Linked DNA regions of Mus musculus: region 1 is linked to region 2. The links are chromatin contacts, called in public promoter capture Hi-C maps. All regions are on one chromosome and are shown on one strand. Each heading gives the region's core, a stretch centred on a gene start, on an enhancer-like site or on the middle of the called end of the contact. The rest is flanking DNA. Distances are from core to core; before and after follow the strand shown.

Evidence for each region. Promoter capture Hi-C pulls out the DNA fragments that hold promoters and counts their contacts.
Region 1: a contact with region 2 is called in a promoter capture Hi-C map of pre-B cells, with 2.4 times the contacts expected there. The contact joins the promoter of Zfp618 here to the promoter of Zfp37 in region 2. A contact is called at or near these places in 3 of 39 promoter capture datasets (cranial neural crest, liver and pre-B cells) and 1 of 9 other capture datasets (liver).

What each region holds. Positions count from the first base shown.
Region 1 is chr4:62,964,245-62,969,152 of GRCm38.p6, reverse strand. Zfp618 (zinc finger protein 618) reads right to left here and starts at 3,586. Exons shown (of 15, transcript NM_028327.1): 1 at 3,447-3,586. The coding sequence starts at 3,479.
Region 2 is chr4:62,207,267-62,211,867 of GRCm38.p6, reverse strand. Zfp37 (zinc finger protein 37) reads left to right here and starts at 3,322. Exons shown (of 4, transcript NM_001290351.1): 1 at 3,322-3,539. The coding sequence starts at 3,507. It overlaps Gm30451 (a long non-coding RNA gene), which reads right to left and starts at 2,944. Exons shown (of 2, transcript XR_390634.1): 1 at 2,903-2,944; 2 at 2,466-2,752.

The DNA of each region.
Region 1 (4,908 bases), core at 2,337-4,836, 760 kb before region 2:
ATCTCCTTAGGCAGAAATCAAAACATTAATAAGAGTCTCCACTCTGAGAGGGAATAAAAATGACCTTTCACCAAAATAACCCAGACCATCATCAAATTACCACCCCTCAAGTCCAATTCGCCAATAAATTGGCAAATATTATATGAGAATGATAAACAGACGTGAACTAATAAAAACAGTTCCTATATTCGATACTAGCTTCCCATACTTCATCTGAAGGAGTAGACACAGAGAGGGAGAGACCAGGCCCAGGTCAGACCTCACCTCCGTGACACCAAGAGAAACAAAAGGGAGCTGGCCCCACCTCCAACAGGACCAGCATGCACTTCTATTTTTCTTTTTCTTTCAGAACAATCATGATGAGAGTAACCAATTCCATAAAAAGGAAAAAAAGAAGGAAAAAAAAAAAGATCTACAAAACAAATTACTCGCAATTTCTAGCCATAAACCATAAAACTACAGCCAACAAAACAAAATTCTCAGCAGAGTAGATTGCAGACATCTGAGTGGCAAGGCAGACTGTAGGCTATACCAAGAGATTCTCATTCCTTTGCACCGGAGATAACCTGTTATCTCCATCCTGGACCTTTGCTGAGGCGCCCTTACCCCATCCGTCTATCCATCCCTATGTCCATCCTTCTCCAGCCCTGGCCAACTTGAGCCCACTATCTCGCGAGGCCTCTAGAACTTCTGAAATTATAAATTCCTCGACTGTCAAGACATCGCCCTAAATAATTCAAGAGAAGAAATTTTAATTATGCACTTAAAGGAAAACAACAAAACAACAACAAAAAGGCTCATTCCAAACATGTCAGAACGTGGCCAGTCAGCCCTGAAGGATTGTTACAAAAACAAAAAAAAATTTTTTTTTAATTAAATTAAATTAAATTTCCCAAATGCTACGGCGATGATGGGGACTATCTAACCTGTGCCAATGTTAAATTCATTCCACAGAATTAGCAGCCCTTCAGAAACCCAGTTTCCATAAAACAAATTGGTGAGGTAGGTCCAGGACCACCCGCTAGCTGTTGATCCCGGGTCCAGAGTGGTCTATCCCCACCCCAGGTAACCCATCATAGCTCCAACCCCAACGTCTACAAGGTCCCCCCAAGTCCAACTAACACACTCCTTTTGGTTTGAAAAATTTGAACTTTTTTTTTTTTTTTACTCAAAAAAAAAAAAAAATCAGCACATCCGATCAGCCTAAATCATCACCAATTTCCCTTTATCTCAGAACAGATCTTATTCTCTTGTGTCAAATTTCCATCCAGTCAATATTTATCCCTTGAAAATTTTTCTCTTTTTTTTTTTTTTGTTTCACCTTCATTTGATTTATCTTAAGGACAAAACCTCCACATAAAATATTGTTTATAAAAAATGCTTTCAAATTCCCAAGGCAAGCATCTCTGGGTTTGGCTTTTGTGTGTATTCTGATTAGTTTTTCTTTCAAAGAAAATAATAAATTTTCCTGCTAGAAACAGCTGAGTTGGTGTTTCAGTTCATTTCTTCAGCAAAGTGTTCTTACCAGGGAAGATGGATTCAAATCAGAATTTTCATCTCTGCCATTCTCTCTCCCACCTTTTTTTCTTACTGGGTCAGTAAAATTTGTGGAATTTTCTGTTGTTGTTACAAATCCCCTCCCTTCAAAACACACACACACACAATCTTCAAATGATCAAGGCTAATGGATTTCTTCTCTTTTGACAGCAATAAAAAAAATTTGAAAAATGCAAAATATTAATGAATTATCCAACCCCACATCACAAAGAAACCTGAAGCCAACCTGAATTTTTAAAAAAGGAACTGATGATAATACTCTAATTGGACTAGAAAACAAAATTGAGAAAGACAAATTCTCCTCTTTAACAAGGATTTTTTTTAATCCTTATCTCCATCAATTGATTCACTTGTGTGTCGTAAAAAAAAATGGGCTTCTGTGAATCCACTGTTAGTTTTTCATAATAATGTTAATTATGCATATCTTATTTTAATGGCGGCCTCTCCTACAATTCTGTGGGCTACTCAGTTTGCACAATATATGAATTGACATTTTTCTCCATTGAATATTGCTCAAGAAAAGGTCCCTGACATTTTCTAGATAAAACAACAACAAAACAAGAAATGCCTAGACCTTGCAGCAAACAAAATCAGGAAACAGTCATAATTATTCCATCAAAGCAAAACACACACACAACACACACAACACACACATACACACACACAACATAACAAAAAACAGAAAAAAGACCGGCAGGATTTCACTCTAACTTTTCCAATTTCTGTTTTTCTTTAAAATCTCAGGAGTTAAATGCAGTAAAATGTAAATGTAAAAATTTAAACCTACAATTTTTGGGTGTGTCCAAAGCCAACATTTTAGGATCTATTTTCTCTCCTAAATCCTTCTTTCTTGGAAATGGAAAAACTTTGAACGCTGCCAAATGGCAAAATTAGTCATTTTTGCCTACGGAGCAAAACAAGCCGCAAATTATAATGAAACACAATTTCTAATTGCTTCATAAAGCCAATTCTCCCAGCTTTCCCTAAACTGAACTATTTCCCCCCTTTTCTCATTCCAATTACTATTTTTTTTTTACTCAAATTAAAATAACTTAGGTACCTAAACTGCCTTTGCTTTTAGGAGGTATTTTTGCTTTCTCCCCTTCAAGAATTGAATTCATTCAAATTCCAGCTTAATTTTCATTTACATATTATCTGGATTTGGCTTCAGAAATAAAATTGTCTCCATGTCCTTTCAATGATCAAAGTGAAAATTTTCACTCCAAAAAAGATAGAAAAAAAGAATCTTTCCCACATCCACCAGTTTGTAGATGAAACTTTGGAATAAATAAGAAATAAAAAATATTTCTTTTCAATTTTAATTTCTTTTTTTTTTTATTTACAAAATAGTATCCTCTAGGTGGCGTCGTTTTAATGGGAAAAAACTACCGTTTGAAGAAAAATTAGAAAAAAAAATTGAGAGAAGGAAATATGGCCTTAAAAAAAAAAAAAAAAAAAAAAAAAAGATTGTTGCAAAGATTGGGGGCCTGGAAGGAAAGCTCTCCTGGGGGTCACCAAGGACCATGAGAGCAGAGAGGGTCAAGGGGAAATTGCAAATTTCGGGGGAGGGGGAGATCTGGAAGAAGGTTGCATTTTCGCAAAATCTGAATTGTCCAAACTGCAATGGCTGCTCCGTGCTCTCGCCGCTTTGTTTCTGGGCTCCGGTCCGAGCTGGGGGCCGCGGGGGGCGGCGGGGGACGCCGGGTGAGGGGTCCCCATTAGCCTCGGCCGCCGCCCCCGCGTCGCCCGCGCCCCGCAGCGTCCCGGGGGGCCGCTCCCGCACCCCGGCCGCCCGGCCCCACTCCGGATCCCCCCGCCGGCGCCCGCGCTCGCCATCCCGCGGGGCTGCTGCGGCCCCCGCCCTGGCCCCCGCCCCGGCCCCGCGTTACCTGCGGAGCTGCCGCGCCGTCCGGCTGGCTCATCGGTCCGTGCGGGAGGAGGCGGCCCCGGCGCGTCCTGCTCCTCCCGGGCCGGGCTGCGCCGCGCGCACAATGCCGCTGCCACCGCCGCCGCCGCCGCCGCCGCTGCTGCCGCTCCCTCCTCCGCCCGCCCCGCGCGGGCCGGGGGGCGGGGGCCGGGGGCGCCGGGGGGGACCGCCGCGGGGACCGCAGATCGCCCCGCCGGCCCGCGCCCGCCGCGCTGCACCGCGCCCCGCACCGCCCCCGCCGGCCTCCGAGCCGCTGCGGGCCCCCGGCCTCTCCTCGGCCTCCGCCGCGGGCCTCCGCGACGCCCCACGCCTCACACAAAGCCGCCGGTCCCCCGCGCCGCCGGCGGCCCCCCAAACTTTCCCGCGCCAGCCTCGCGCGCGGGGCATTTGCTCGCGTGGGGCGGAGGTGGGGGCACAGAAAAGTTTTGGGGAGCGGCCTCTGGTGGGACAGAAGGGGTTAATGGGAACGCCTCTCCCCTCCCCACAAGCTCTCCCCCCCCCCCAAATCAGATCGATTTTTTTTTTAAATAAAAGTTTTGAGGAACGAAACTGGAAAGCTTCCTGGGAATATTCGGTAGCCTAGGCTATACCTAGCTCCCCCCTCCCCGTCCTCGCAGATAAGTTTGAGAACTGAGGGCCAAGGGGACCCTCTCTAACCCCCATCAAGTCTGAATATAAATTTACTATTTGAGGAGCCTCTCTTCTGTTTGATGTCAGTGAAGTCACTTTTTTACCCTCCCCCGCCAAAAAAAGTAAAAGTATTAAAAAAAAAAAAAAAACACAAAACCTGACCCTATGGAAGGAGATGTTGAAGGTTGAACAAGGGTCAGCCCCTCCCCCCCCCCCCCCCCCCAGTTAGAAAAGGAAAATTTTGACTTATCCCTCTTACTTGAACTGAAAGGTTAAAGAGGCCTGCTCTTTCAAAAGTCCTAAACTATAAAAATACAAAATGTTTCTTATATGAGAGCTTCCTCTTTATGACTTAGGAAGACTTAAGGGTTTGTTTCTGTCCTCCTACTCCCAAAATAGACTTAAAAATAATAAATCAGAAAGACCTGGCCTATATGAAAACTAGAGAGACCCCTGGATTCTTCTCCCACAGCTAGTTGAGTTTTAGAATAAGAAGTTGAAGAATTGCCATGTATCAGATGAGAAAGGAACCAATGTGTTTCCTTACCCTTCCCTTGAGAAAAAAAAAATAAGGATAGGATTGTTTTATGGAAATTAAGGCTAGTTAAACGGGTGCTTTTTCTGACTCCACCTTAAGAAAACATGTGTAGGAGCTTTTTAAAGTTTAAAGAGCAAACTCCTCTAAACAGAAAGGGCTCTAGAACTGTCCGTCCCCTTAGAACCCTTCTTCTTCCTTCAAGTTAGTTTTTAAAGACACCACTCTCCTGGAAGAATCAGTCTGTGGGAATTTGGCC
Region 2 (4,601 bases), core at 2,073-4,572:
TTGTAAAATCAAGCTCTGTTACCTGCTAGAAGTAAAACTAAAGGTATCCAAAGAAATGAAATTTAGTAGGCAGATGTGTTTCAATTTGCAGAGTTTGGAAAATTAACATATGTACAGAATATAATTGATTTTGGATCCTATTCGGGATTTCAATGGGCTTCTGCCTTGAGTTCCGAAAAGGCTGATTTTGTAATCACATATTTATAAAAATAATGGCTATCCTGGGAATATCTTTATAAATTAAAATTGATAACACTCCATCATAGGTATCCATTAAAATGAAACAATTTTTTTTAAACATGTTAACAGGAAATACATTACAGGTGTGCCTTACAATCCTACGGGTAAAGCAACTGTGGAAAGGTCTAATTGCACTTTAAAGGAGATGCTCATAAGACCAAAGGGGATACGAGATCTTCCAGAGAAAGATTACATAATTCTTTACCATTAAATTTTTAAAATTGTTTTTAAGGTTCTCTCATTGTTGTCTCAGCTGTTGAAAAATACTGGATTTTATAAAGGATTGCTGATTTAAATCATCTGATATTAAGGATAGTTAAGGGTGTGTTAACCTCACAATGAAGTCAGGAAATGTGCTGCATTAGGGAAGAAGCTATGCCTTTATTTCCACGGGAGACAAAAAGCTGTGGATTCCTTCCAAGTTAATAAGGATTCTATTTGACCTGGGAGACCTGTATACAGGTACAAGTCTCAAAACATCGATCCCTGACCCTCTGACTCTCAGAGGGGTAAGTCAAGGAACCATGATGTTTCTGCAGTAGCCTATGAACCTTTTGTGACCACTTGGTCCTTGTGACCTACTACTACCTGCCATCCTTTCAGATGGCATGGATGGGGTTTATAGCACTCCATTACAGTTTAGTGATGCGGTTCAACCTGACTTACAGAGATGCCTTTCACCTGGTCAGGCATAGAACAGAGAATTATCATTAACTGATTTGTACACACCACACATTTCATACATGTGCTAATACAAACATGTCCCTACAATGTTACTTTTAATAGTTTGTGTGTTTTCAGACACCAATGTAAAAATATGAATTTTCTATGCCAGCCCTTGCTCTGAATAATGACTTTGTATTTATAAAAGCTTCAGGCATGATAGCTGGACAGATTCTGAACTATTCTAACCTGACAATGCTGGCCTGGCCTATTCCTTCATTTGTGTGCTGACTCATTCTCTCTCTCTCTCTCCCCCCCTCTCTCCTTCCCTCCCTCTCTCCCTCCCCCCCCCCCCCCCCAGCTCTGAAGTCCCACTTTTTGCTCTCTTGCCTGGCTATAGGCTCATCAGCTCTTTATTTAACCAATCAGGAGGTAATGGAAAACTGTTTTACAAAATACTGAGTCCTAAGTCCAGACTGCAACTAGATCTCTGGGCACAGAAATCAGCACTTGAACAAACCAATGAAGTCAAAGCAGCTGGCTGCAGGTGGTCTAGCCTCTCAGACTGCCTCAGTAAGGCATGCTCTTTCCTGGACAGCAAACGAAACAACCAACTCTCCCAGGACTTGGCCAACATCCCAATTTTCATCCAAAGATGCCATTGCCATCAGACAGCAAGAAACACAATGCCCTCATTCCCAAGAGGTGGGGTAGGTAGTTATTGGTATTTCGGTGGATTTAGGGTGCTGCCTACAGGTTGCTATTGGTAGTGGTCAGGGAAGAAACAAAGCAAAGTTTAGATTTGAGGATCTCTCTTCCCCTCACCCCTCGCTCCTCATTTATCATTTCTCTCCTGGAGGGGAGGGGGGAAGGCAGGGTGGGGGGGTTGCGGGGGGAGGAAGGTGAGAAAGGTTAAAGAAAGTGTTGGAGGTTGGTCTGGTGCTATGTATACAAACTCTAAGTTCCTTGCTTTTTTGCTTCTGCAGTTCTGTTTCTGGCTAACTGTTCTTGTTAGCTGAAATATGTCAACCCAGAACATGTTTTTTTGTACTTAAAAGCACATCCCGAGGAAGGCTCAGTGTTACACTGGGATCCCAAACACCCAGGGAAGTCACTGGCTAGCTTTTCTGTTGGCTTGAACCCATGTCTGAGCAGTCTTCTCTGGTGGATACCCCATTACCAGAGGCTCAAGAACTGGAGGTGAAACTAAGGGAGACAAGCAGACGGGGTGGGGGTGGGGGCGGGGGCGGGGGCGGCATGCAAAACAGGTTTGTTTGTTTTTAATTTGGGCTTTGGGCTTTAGCTCAGTACAGAGTAGTTAGTTGCCTAGTAAGCACAAGGCCCTAGGTTCTGTTTTCAGAAGGGGACTTCAGGAAAAACAGCAACAGCTTAAAATGTTAGTGCCTGTGAGAAGGCTCGGAGTGTAAATAGCAACCATTGTGGTAGGTAAGTCTGGAGAACGGAGTGAAGTCCCTGGATCCCCATAAAGAGAGAACTAACTCTTATATTTATACTCTGGCCCCCACAAATCAGTTCTGTTCTTTCTCCCGCTGTACATTGAATAAAGCTATAAAAACCCTTATTTTATTTTGCCCTTTTGAGACAAGTGCTTTGGATAGCTCACGCTAACCTCAAGTTCACTCTATATAACAAGGCTAGTCTTGAAAACACTGCCCCTGCTTCCTGCGTAATGGGATTGCAGGCAGTCTCCTCACTGGATCCATTTTCCAATAGGGGTGTTGAGTCAATCAATGAGAAACCACGCATTTGCAGTAATCTCACCATCTCTGCCCTACTGCGAATCCAAACTGAGGAGGGGGATGAAGGTTGTGTAGTCCTGTTCTTCATCCTGCACATGGATTGTACATATTTACATATCAAAAATTCTACATAAAAACTGTTGAGTAAACGCAATGAGCTTGTTAAGTAGTGCACTGAGAAGTCATTTTAACAGCTGTGCAGTTCTGAGGAAATGTCTTCACCAGTGCTGGGCTCTCACCAGGAGTGCCGTGTTCGCTGTCGGCCTCTTCCCTCCCCTCTCCATTATAACAGTAATCCAAAGAATTTTTGCTATGTCTTAGCGATAAATGTCTTCTCTCTGTAAGTCAACGTTACTAGTCTAGACCAGCTTTTCTGGTTTCTTTCTCTTTCTGGATTCCTCATCCTGCTTCCCGGGTTTCCCCGGCAACCGCAACTGGAAAACCCTTTGGAAAAGTAATTCCGAATTCTGTAACAGAACCCCCGAGGCGAGGCCTCCCCGCGCCTCCCGAATTTAGGTCTGGGGTGCGTGTCCCGCGCAGCAGCTCCTCTGAGCACTTCCTGCCTGGGACACGTCGCAGCTCCGGGAACCAGGACTCACGAATCGCCAGCCCTGCCGGCACAGTGATCCCAGAGGCGCCCGCGCCTCCGTTGTACGGCGGGGTCCATGCCAAGATGGCCGCGCCCACAAGCAATCTCCGCAGGTCTCCGCCATCGAAGCCCCCGGACCCTCTGAAGCGGTGCCCGGGGTGGCCGCCATATCGGCCTCTGACTCCATCGAGGACCTGACAAAGCCAGAGGCGCTGGATCGGAGGAGTGCGGACAAAGCCAGGCGTCCGGAGGAGATGGCTACATCCGAGCCTGCGGAAAGCGATGCGGTGAGGGCGGTAAGGGCTTGGGGTTGGTTTGGTTGTCGGTGATTGGAGGGTGACTGGAGTCCTAGTGGACGAGATTTGAGAATCTGTGGCGTTGTTGTTGAATAGTCTTTTGGGAAGGCCGGTGTTCTAAGGGACCAAGGTATTGGGGTATTATGGGCATATGGAGTATTAAGTGCCCGTGATATTGGGGGCATATGGAGTTGGGGATTGCTGTAACTTTCGGAAATCAGTATTTTGACGGATCTGTCTAGGTAAGTGATGCTTGGGAGCGGGGAGGCATCTGTAATAGTCACAGTGACTGAGTCTGGGTCTGGAAAGCTAGCAAGATCTGAAATGAGGGCTTTGTGATGTATTACAGACGGGAAGCCCTACAAGGATTAGAATTTGAACTGCTTGGGAGCTGGTGTTTTAGGTAACTGGGGATTACAGGCTGCACTGTGGGAGGGGCAGTATTGAGATTTGGAGAACTGGTTCATTTGGAATATGTGGGGATTAGAATTTGAGCCCTTGGGGTCAGTAATGGTGGCATTTCTGGAAGTCTAATAAGCAATGTCTTTAAGAGTCCTCGTTTTGTGTGCTATGACTGGCAGTGAGGGGGGAACCTGGAGGCTAATGAGCAGATGACAGTTGGTGGAATACAAGAAGTCTTATATTGAAGTGCCTATTTGGATGGCAGATTGTCATCTAGGGAGAAAGGGTATCAGTAGTCCTAACTGTCCCTTTAGTGATGGGGTTCTTGGTAGGAATTAATAATAATTATTATGATTCTGTGACTAGGACTCTGAGGCCAAGGCTTTGTGAGTTTTCAGGGTTTTATGATAGAAGGTTCTGTAAGGTCACTGGAGTTGAGTGGAGGTTAGTGACTGTTCTGTGAAGAATGGTAATTGGGAACTTCTATGTAGAGGAGGTTTAGGAAGGTTAGTGACTGAGGGATATTTGAGTGTCAATGGTTAGAAAATTGTAAAACAGAGTATAAGATGAACACCTATTTTATGCCAGAGAATTTTAAGTAGCAACATATAGGGCCAGTCTCTTTTTAAAAATAATTTATTTAATTTTATC